Linked DNA regions of Zea mays: region 2 is linked to region 1. Evidence: chromatin contacts called from public Hi-C data. All regions are on one chromosome and are shown on one strand. Each heading gives the region's core, a stretch centred on a gene start, on an enhancer-like site or on the middle of the called end of the contact. The rest is flanking DNA. Distances are from core to core; before and after follow the strand shown.

Region 1 (4,122 bases), core at 1,181-3,680:
GTTGGGTCATATGAAGTTTTTGATCTAGATGGTTTGCATATAGGCGATATGTCTAGTATATTGTACTTTTTGTTTAGTTGTAGCATAGATTGGGATGAATAATGTAGGTGCCACTATAGAAGCACAACTTGTTTGCCCTTACTTGCTGGAATTACCATTGGGCATAAGATCAGTTCACTTTTTCCTCGTGACTACTCACACAATTTGCCCCTACCAGATGGTATCACCATCGGGCTAACAATGCATGTACACATTAAGTTCGAAAAGGCAACACATCTAAGTTCGGTGTATTGTTATTTTCTACCTCACGTGATTGTTAATATGATAAATAGTTAAAATTGAGGCATTTATAATATCTCAGAATTGAGTTGATTTGATCAACCTGATGGAACCAGCATTTGTATACAATAGATAGATTGTTTGGACACTCCCTTTTTAGATCACGTCGTAGTGTCTGGTTCTCCATTTAACTTGGTTTTGTAGGAATCTTGTGAATGGTATGGCCTAAATGTAATGTCACGAACGAGAACTTAGTGATGGAGATCACTATGATAAAGAATCAAATTTAATATAATTATATATGCTATTTTATTTCCCTCTTATACTATTTGTTCGTTATTAAGTGTGACAAAATAACTTCCCTTAAAAAAGTTAAGAGTTCAGTTTGTTTCCCTACCAATTGTGTTGCACATACAAAGATTCTAATTATTGTTCAGTAGTTTTAACAAAGCGGAGTGCCATCAATTATCTTGATCTTATAGGGTGGACATCGGACATATACATAAACGACGGGAGTAATTGTGTGTATGGTATTAGATAAGGTCAGATGAAAGAGGACAAGGAGTAGTAGTCGAGTAGAGGAGGCCGAGCAGGAGAAGTGAGACTAGAGAGACAAGCAAATAATGCTGTGAACGGGGAGGTTTTTTTTTAGAGAATCTCCTTTCACGTGTAAATGTCTATAAAGAGAACAATTAGCTAAGAGAGAGAAAGCATGGCACGAAACACATCGCTTAGAGGTCTCAATCTAATCGGCCACACGAATGTATTCCAAAACCAAGACCTTCGCCCATGGTCTCTCCATCCGTGGCATAAAAGTCAGCTTTTATCGATTTCAATCTCTAATCCAATGAAGATAGGGATGCACTTGTTATTCAAACGTACGAAGACTTTGTATCCTTTTGATGTGTATTGCCTTGGATACTAATAAAATTGCTTCCTTTATCAAACAAAAAAAAAACGTAGAAAGCTGTTGTCCTTAAAATTAGCCTTATTAGTATAGGTTATTTCATGTGAGTTTTATAAATGTTAAATAAGTTGGTATGTCATGTAAAGACGAAGAAGAGAGATAATAAAAGTTTTATAGAATAAAATTAGTACCACATGAAGAAGAAGAAGAAAACTTGTCTATATACACTGTTTTCAATAGCAGGGAACCTTAAAAGTTAGGAATTAGGAAATGAAACAAGAGTGGCCTCAGAAATAGTGCTCCCCACTAATCTCCTATTTATCTAGGAAAAGCTATGACGGCGGCCGCGTATACAAATATTCGTTTAGCTAACGACACGACAGAGGATGCTGCACTGCAGAGAGCTAAAAAGACACTCCACATCATCACAACTGACACCGACAGGGATTGCATACAAAAACCACACGTGCCATAACCATAACTACGTAATTAGCGCGAAGTTTGCGTGCGTACGCTCTCTTGACCAGCATAGCAGGAAATAAAAAGGCTTGGGTTGCCGTGCAAACGTGTTCGTCGCTGCAAAAGGACGGCGAACGAATCGCCAGCAGAGCCGACCAGGACCAGCTGCGACCGCCCGTCCAATTAAGCACGACATGATAATAAATGACATAGTACATAGTACGTACTACCGGTAAGACAAGGTAATCACGGCCGGAGTAGACTGCACACCCGCCTGCACGCAAGAGGCCGGCCGAGGCACGGAAAGCTAGGGCCAATCAGTTCGGCCAGGCCAATCAGTCATCTCGCGATCCATCGTGCATGCACCGTGCGACGAGCTGAGGCAGTGATGAGGCCACCACACCACACCACCCCAAGGCTGCCACTCTGGCCGGATGATGTTCCTTGGTCGACATGCCGCCGGGTCGGGGCCGGGGGGGCCCTGCCTGAACGTTCCGCTCGCGCCCGCGCCCGCGCCGAGGAGCAAGGGACCACTGTCGCTGGCAGCATCGCATGTTGCACGCACGACGCGTGCCTGCCAGTGCCAGACCCCAGGATCAGGACCCCCCGCGGCTGCCTGCCCTGCCCTGCCCTGCCGCTGCCGCACGCGAAGCTGGAGCGGACCGTGCCTCGCGGGCGACCGGCGGCCGTCCACCCTCCACCGCGTCGTGAACGCCCGCCGCCCGCACGGGATTCGTCCACCACCTGGGGCCTGCGGGGTGGGGCCGTGGGAGGGGAGGCTCACTAGTCACTAGCGTACAGGGGCCATAGGGGTCTCGATGATTCCGTTCACTGTACATGGCGGCGGATTCGGCTAACTCTGTGTGCTAGGCGCCGAGCCGGGTCAGCTGGATCCGAGGACTGTGCGGACAAGGACGTGTGATCGAAAAGGTAATTCCATTCCATGTGTGCGAAATCAGAACCCTCCAGCCTACGTGTCGACCGTTGAATGGAGCTTAACTTTAGCACACACTCATCTTTTCCCATCCTCCATTAGTTATAGTAGTTGCCATTTGGGCGTGTTCGTGCGAGGCAAACAAGATGTAAAGGAGGTGCTGAACTAGACAAGGACGCTAATTAGATTACAAATATATTAAATTTGAGTTTTGAGACTATTGTTTTCTTATGGAATATACGAGGATCTTAAGACAAGCTTGCATACGTGCTAGCAATTTTTCTAAGTACTAGATTGTAAAAAGTATTACTAATACTTATATCTTCAGACCCTTGTCGTTCGGGTTGATAATGAGTTATTGCCAACATGGTTAGTACTTTGACGTGAGTTTTAGACTAACCCGGGTATGAGATTATGTATTGTGCAATCATATCTCCCGGCTTGTGACTGCAGGTGTGCAGTACAGAGACGGTGGTCGACGATGAAAGTGAAGATCATACGGGTTCGTGCCGATGGGCCGGGAGCGATGAAGGACGAGCGCTCGGCCTTGATCGATGGATTGGAGAAGCCATGTGACTACCTTGGTGGCTGACACTTGGGATATGCACCAGTGTGAGGACGTGGCAGAGCGGATCGTGTCGTTGGCGTAGTCGAGGACTGGTGGGACACATGTCCAGGACGTCGGGGGATGCGTATGGAGTACGCTACTCATGACAGTTTGGTGGTTGATCGTCAAAACCACCCCAACGTTACAGAGGGCTGGTTCGTTGGGCCTCAAAACTTGGTGGTACGGTTCCGGCGGGAATCGAGGGCGGCACATGGTGTCATCACGAAGGGTGTGCCGAGGGGTGGCAACTTCGTGAAGAGCTCGTGGCCGTCGAATGGAAAACCTAGGAGTTGGTTCATTTTGCCCCTGACTGAGTGGATAGGCTCTATGTATCTAGAGGTGGTTTATAACCCCCTATAAAATAGGTGGGAGGGCTAGTTGTTTCACCCATATCTTTTGGCACTTGTTTCATAGCACTTAGTTTTCACTCCTAGGTTGCTAGAGTTTTAGCGCGGAGATCCACATGTGTTTCATAATCTGCATCTATGTACTTGAGAATGTGAGAAAGTGTGACCGCATCCACACTTGGCACATGGTGCTTTTGAAGTTCAATTCAAATCTGATTTGAGTTTGCACTTGTTTGAGTTCTTGCTCTTCTCTCCTCCCTTCTCTCTTCGGATTTTGGAAGAACCTTCTAGTTCTTGAGTTGAGGTTTGTTTTAGGGATTGTCTTGGGGTAAGATATAGCCTTTGGATCACTACAATCATCTGGTTCGAGCAGTTTGTGGTCGTGAACTGATCTCGTTTTGTTTTGAGGTGAGAAAACCCCAACAAAACCCCTTTCAACTCGAGATTTTAAATCTATTTGCGGAGTTTTGATTTGTTCGAGTTCAAACTTCATGAAACATCTTCTATCCCTCTGCGCTTGTTGCTATGAAAATTTGAGATCATTATGTTCAAGTTTTAATGCACGGTACAACCACTCCACTGCGCGGCA
Region 2 (3,932 bases), core at 593-3,092, 110 kb before region 1:
CCGTGTCTATAAACGGGCTATTTTGGGCATGCATAAATGGGACGTGCTTGTGCCCGTCTGTGGGCCACGATTACGACCCAAGCACGACCCAATGCATTGGGTTGGGCTAACCCGACCTAAAATTATTTCATCTCATGTCGTGCCTTTTTTGTGGGGTCAGCCAACAAAACTCGCTCCAAATGTACAACTCTAGATAAGACGACCCGTAGGCTAGGCTCATCCACATCATTATTCGCATCAATACAGGACAAAAGGCACAACTTGCATTTAACGATGGAGCATATAGTTTATAGAAATATATACACTTAGTATGTGGTGACCGGTCTGGGTTTGTGCAGAAGAGGAACATTGGAAAAATTATGCATACGCCATGGATATTTTTGCATTGTTGTTTTAAACGGAAAATCCATTCAGTTGTCATGAAAATCGATTTCTACATAACTTTTGACTCGGTTAATTGGGAGAGGTTAATCTTGATCCTCGAGTGGAGATGCTTCACTCAGCTGTGGTGCGACTGGATGATAGATATTCTCACCTCTGGTAAATTGTCTATCCTCCTTAGGCCTTGTTCGTTTACGTCGGATTGCACCCGGAATCGTTCCGGCTAATCAAAGTTTATATAAATTAGAGAAGCAATCCGGTTAGGAATCGTTCCGACCCACCAATCCGGCACAAACGAACAAGCCCTTAATGGAGTTCATTGTCCTTGGATTCCATGCAAAATGGTCTTAGTCAAGGGGATCCAATCTCTCCCTATCTGTCCATCATTGTTGCTAATGTCCTTCGTCAGCTCATCAAACACAGAGGGGTCCAACATGACCTCCGCCATCATATCCTTGACAACGCTCCATGTCCTGTCTTACAATATGCGGATGACAGTATCATTATTGCTAGAGCTTCTGAGCAGGCTATTTTATATATCAAAAAAAGCCCTTAATGTTTTGCTTTAGCTATATGGGCCTGACTATTAAATACCAAAAGACCACTTTCCTCCTTGTGTGTGAGTGAATCCACTTCTCAATGGCTTGCTGGTATCCTTGGTATGGCTGTGTGACTGTGTCGGCCATTCCTTAACCACATCTCGGCCTCCCCCTCACTCCCTACAAAATAACCTCGTATGATTGTTATCCCCTGGTTGCATCTTGTGACCAAAATCTTTCTGGATGGAAAGCTAAGCTTCTAAATCGGGTCGTTCGGATGATCCTGGTTCAGAACGTCTTGAGTTCCATGCCTCTTCACTACATGTCCGTTGTGATCGTTCCTAACTCCGTGTGTTTTGAATGCCATCGACCAACGTAGGAGAGCTTTCTTTTGGACATATGTAACACCACAATATTTGAACCAACAAAAATTTCCAAGATTTAGTTTAATTTGTTAAGATTTGAGTGGTTTAGAATCATGAAGTACAATTTTAAACATATTTTTTTATATAAAGCAATTAAAACGAATCATAAGGTTGAACTGAGTGTGTTGCGCTCATACTGTTGCATAGTGTTTTTGAGTGTGTTACGGGTGACAGGGGTGAGAATTGCTTCCTCAATACAATCTACACTCATGTGCCGCACATAGAGGCGTCTGCCACATGCACGCCAAAAAAACAAAGGCCCATATACGAAGTTTATACATACGCATGCGCCAATATGACTAGATAGAGGTGTTTTTTTTTAAAAAAAAAATTAGTATAATTTTCAGTTTTTTAACATTTGCTTAAATAAAGAAGCTGTTGAAGTATACGTACACGTTAAAAAGCACTCCTCAAAATTTGTAGCCTGTGGTGTGTTCTTCCAGACTGGTAGCCAATACACGGGCTGAATACGGCCCATATGAGCATGCAACGGACATGAAATGGAAAAAGGAAAAAGTTTTTTTGCTACCTAGTTGGCTGGCGGCCCTGCTGGCCCCTCCGCCGTTGCTGACAATCGCCACCAATTCGGTGTAATCATCATGTGCCGGCGGCCGCCGTGTACAACCCGACCTGATCGAGCACTATACTACGTACACCGGAGCCGTTGGTCACCACTCATCACTCGCCACACGCCCAATCCGAGGACGCGGATTCCACCGTGACGACGCACTGAGCGGCCGGCCACACACGACGACGTCGAGGCCTCGCTCGAGGTCGAGGGTATGTACGTGACGTGCGTGCCCGTGGCCGGCGACCGGTTTGCTGCATGCGTTTGTCGGCTTTTCGCCCTAGCTAGCTAGCGCCTAGCACTTGAGGGCTGAGGCAGTAGGCACATGCACCGTGGTACGCGCGCGCGGCGGCGTCGGTACGGCGAGCCGCGAGCGACGGACGAGACGACGACGGGCAGGCAGGGCCAGCCGCGGTCGGCTGATGGCGGACGGCGGGTGTTGCTGCCGTACGTGCATGGATTCGGACACTCGGTGATCGGTGGTCTCCACTCGGCGCCCACGTACTAGTACTACGTCTGCTGCGCTGCCGGCCGGTGGTGCCGCCGTGCCGGGGGTACGCGTAGTACGTCGCCGCTGCCTTCGCTGGGTTTTTTGGATGGCAGTACAGGGACAGTACTACTAGCAGTACCGCATGCTAACGACTTGACGACGGTCCTGGTCTAGGTTTGTGCCTGCAGCTAGCCCGGCCTGCATGGCCTGGTCTAGGTTTGTGATGTCGATCCTCTGATGACCATGCATGATGACGGGATGGGATTCGTCCGTGCGGCTTCATTTCATTTGGATCGAGGTGGTCGTCGTACCGGCGAAAGCTGCAGCTTGTTCTCAGGTCTCACTCTCACGTACGTGCCACCACACCAGCAGCACTCTGATCGAAAAAGCTTACGATCAGGATCGATCTCTCGCAAGAACAACATGTGGAATATATGGAAGAAATCCAGCTCGATCAATAGAGGGTAATTAAGCGCTATATATAGGACTAGTGTTCAGGATAGCCTTGTAGTTGTGGACATCACCAAAGGAAAATCAAATGGAAAAGAAATCTAGCTCCGAAGAAGAAGAAGAAGAAGAAGAAGAAGAAGAAGAAGAAGAAAGATGTAATTTTTCTTTGTGTTTATAATTAACTCGGACGAAAACGGAGCGGTCTACACCGAATGGCATATATACCCATTGCATTGCGCAGTGGCGGAGCTCTATAAAATTAACGCCCCGGGCCACTCTATAAAACTTAAAGGTTAATTTAAACATTCCCTAATATATTGTACGGCTAAATATACCGCTAAAACAAAATATACAACAAAAATAAACTAACATAGTATTTACTTCAATTCAGCATCTAAAAATACAATAAACTTGATTAAAAATATACAAAGTACCTAATTAGAGATGATTTGGTCCTTCCCCCTCTAATAACTTCATCAACGTTAGCACGTGAATTTGAACCTACACATTCCTTACCGTAACTAGGAATGGCTAGCGGCTGGAGGTCTGGACGCCTGGCTAGCTGGTTGGAGACCGTGCTGGAACTGCTGGACGCATGTGACATGTCGTCACGCATGGCCGGACGGAGAGGCTCTACCGCTCTGGCCTCTGGACGCGGGTGCTGGACGCACTGCCGGACGGGGAGAAAACTGGCTTGGTTGGGCGTGGACGGCCGGACGGCTGGACTGGACACCTGGTCAACTGGCTGGGCGCGAACGACGGGAGGAGTCACGAGCGGGCGGACGGGACACCGCTGGACGCACGACGACACGAGCAGGGAGGCAGCGGCAGCCGCCAGCCGGCACGGACGCAGAATACGAACGCTAAGATCTGTACAGTTATGGTTTGATTTTATTTGGGCTAAAATCTCTACTGCATTTTTGTGTTACGACCCGGGCCACGGCCCAGGTGGCCCAGGGCCCATATCCGCCCCTGGCATTGCGCATGCTAGTAGTGCAAAATCACTTTCAGCCAGCACACACCAAGCATTTGCAGTAGCTCGTCACTCCTACGTCAGCCCCAATTAGAGATGGCAATGG

Evidence for each region. Hi-C and Micro-C count contacts between places; a contact is called where the count stands out from the background.
Region 2: a Hi-C map of ear shows a contact between it and region 1, with 3 times the contacts expected there. The contact joins the enhancer-like site here to the promoter of LOC109940574 in region 1. A contact is called at or near these places in 10 of 25 Hi-C or Micro-C datasets (bundle sheath, ear, endosperm and 3 more).

The regions. Positions count from the first base shown.
Region 1 is chr6:160,812,343-160,816,464 of Zm-B73-REFERENCE-NAM-5.0, reverse strand. LOC109940574 reads right to left here and starts at 2,430. Exons shown (of 1, transcript NM_001365075.1): 1 at 1,726-2,430. The coding sequence starts at 2,199. The coding sequence ends at 1,981.
Region 2 is chr6:160,925,036-160,928,967 of Zm-B73-REFERENCE-NAM-5.0, reverse strand. No RefSeq gene overlaps it. Among protein-coding and RNA genes, the nearest start is that of LOC103630408, 43 kb to the left of the region's middle. Within about 2 kb of position 1,842, at least 16 of the 20 cell types and tissues checked have an H3K27ac peak or open chromatin away from gene starts, as enhancers often do. A contact at or near this core is called in ear, endosperm, leaf and 1 more, where this site is marked.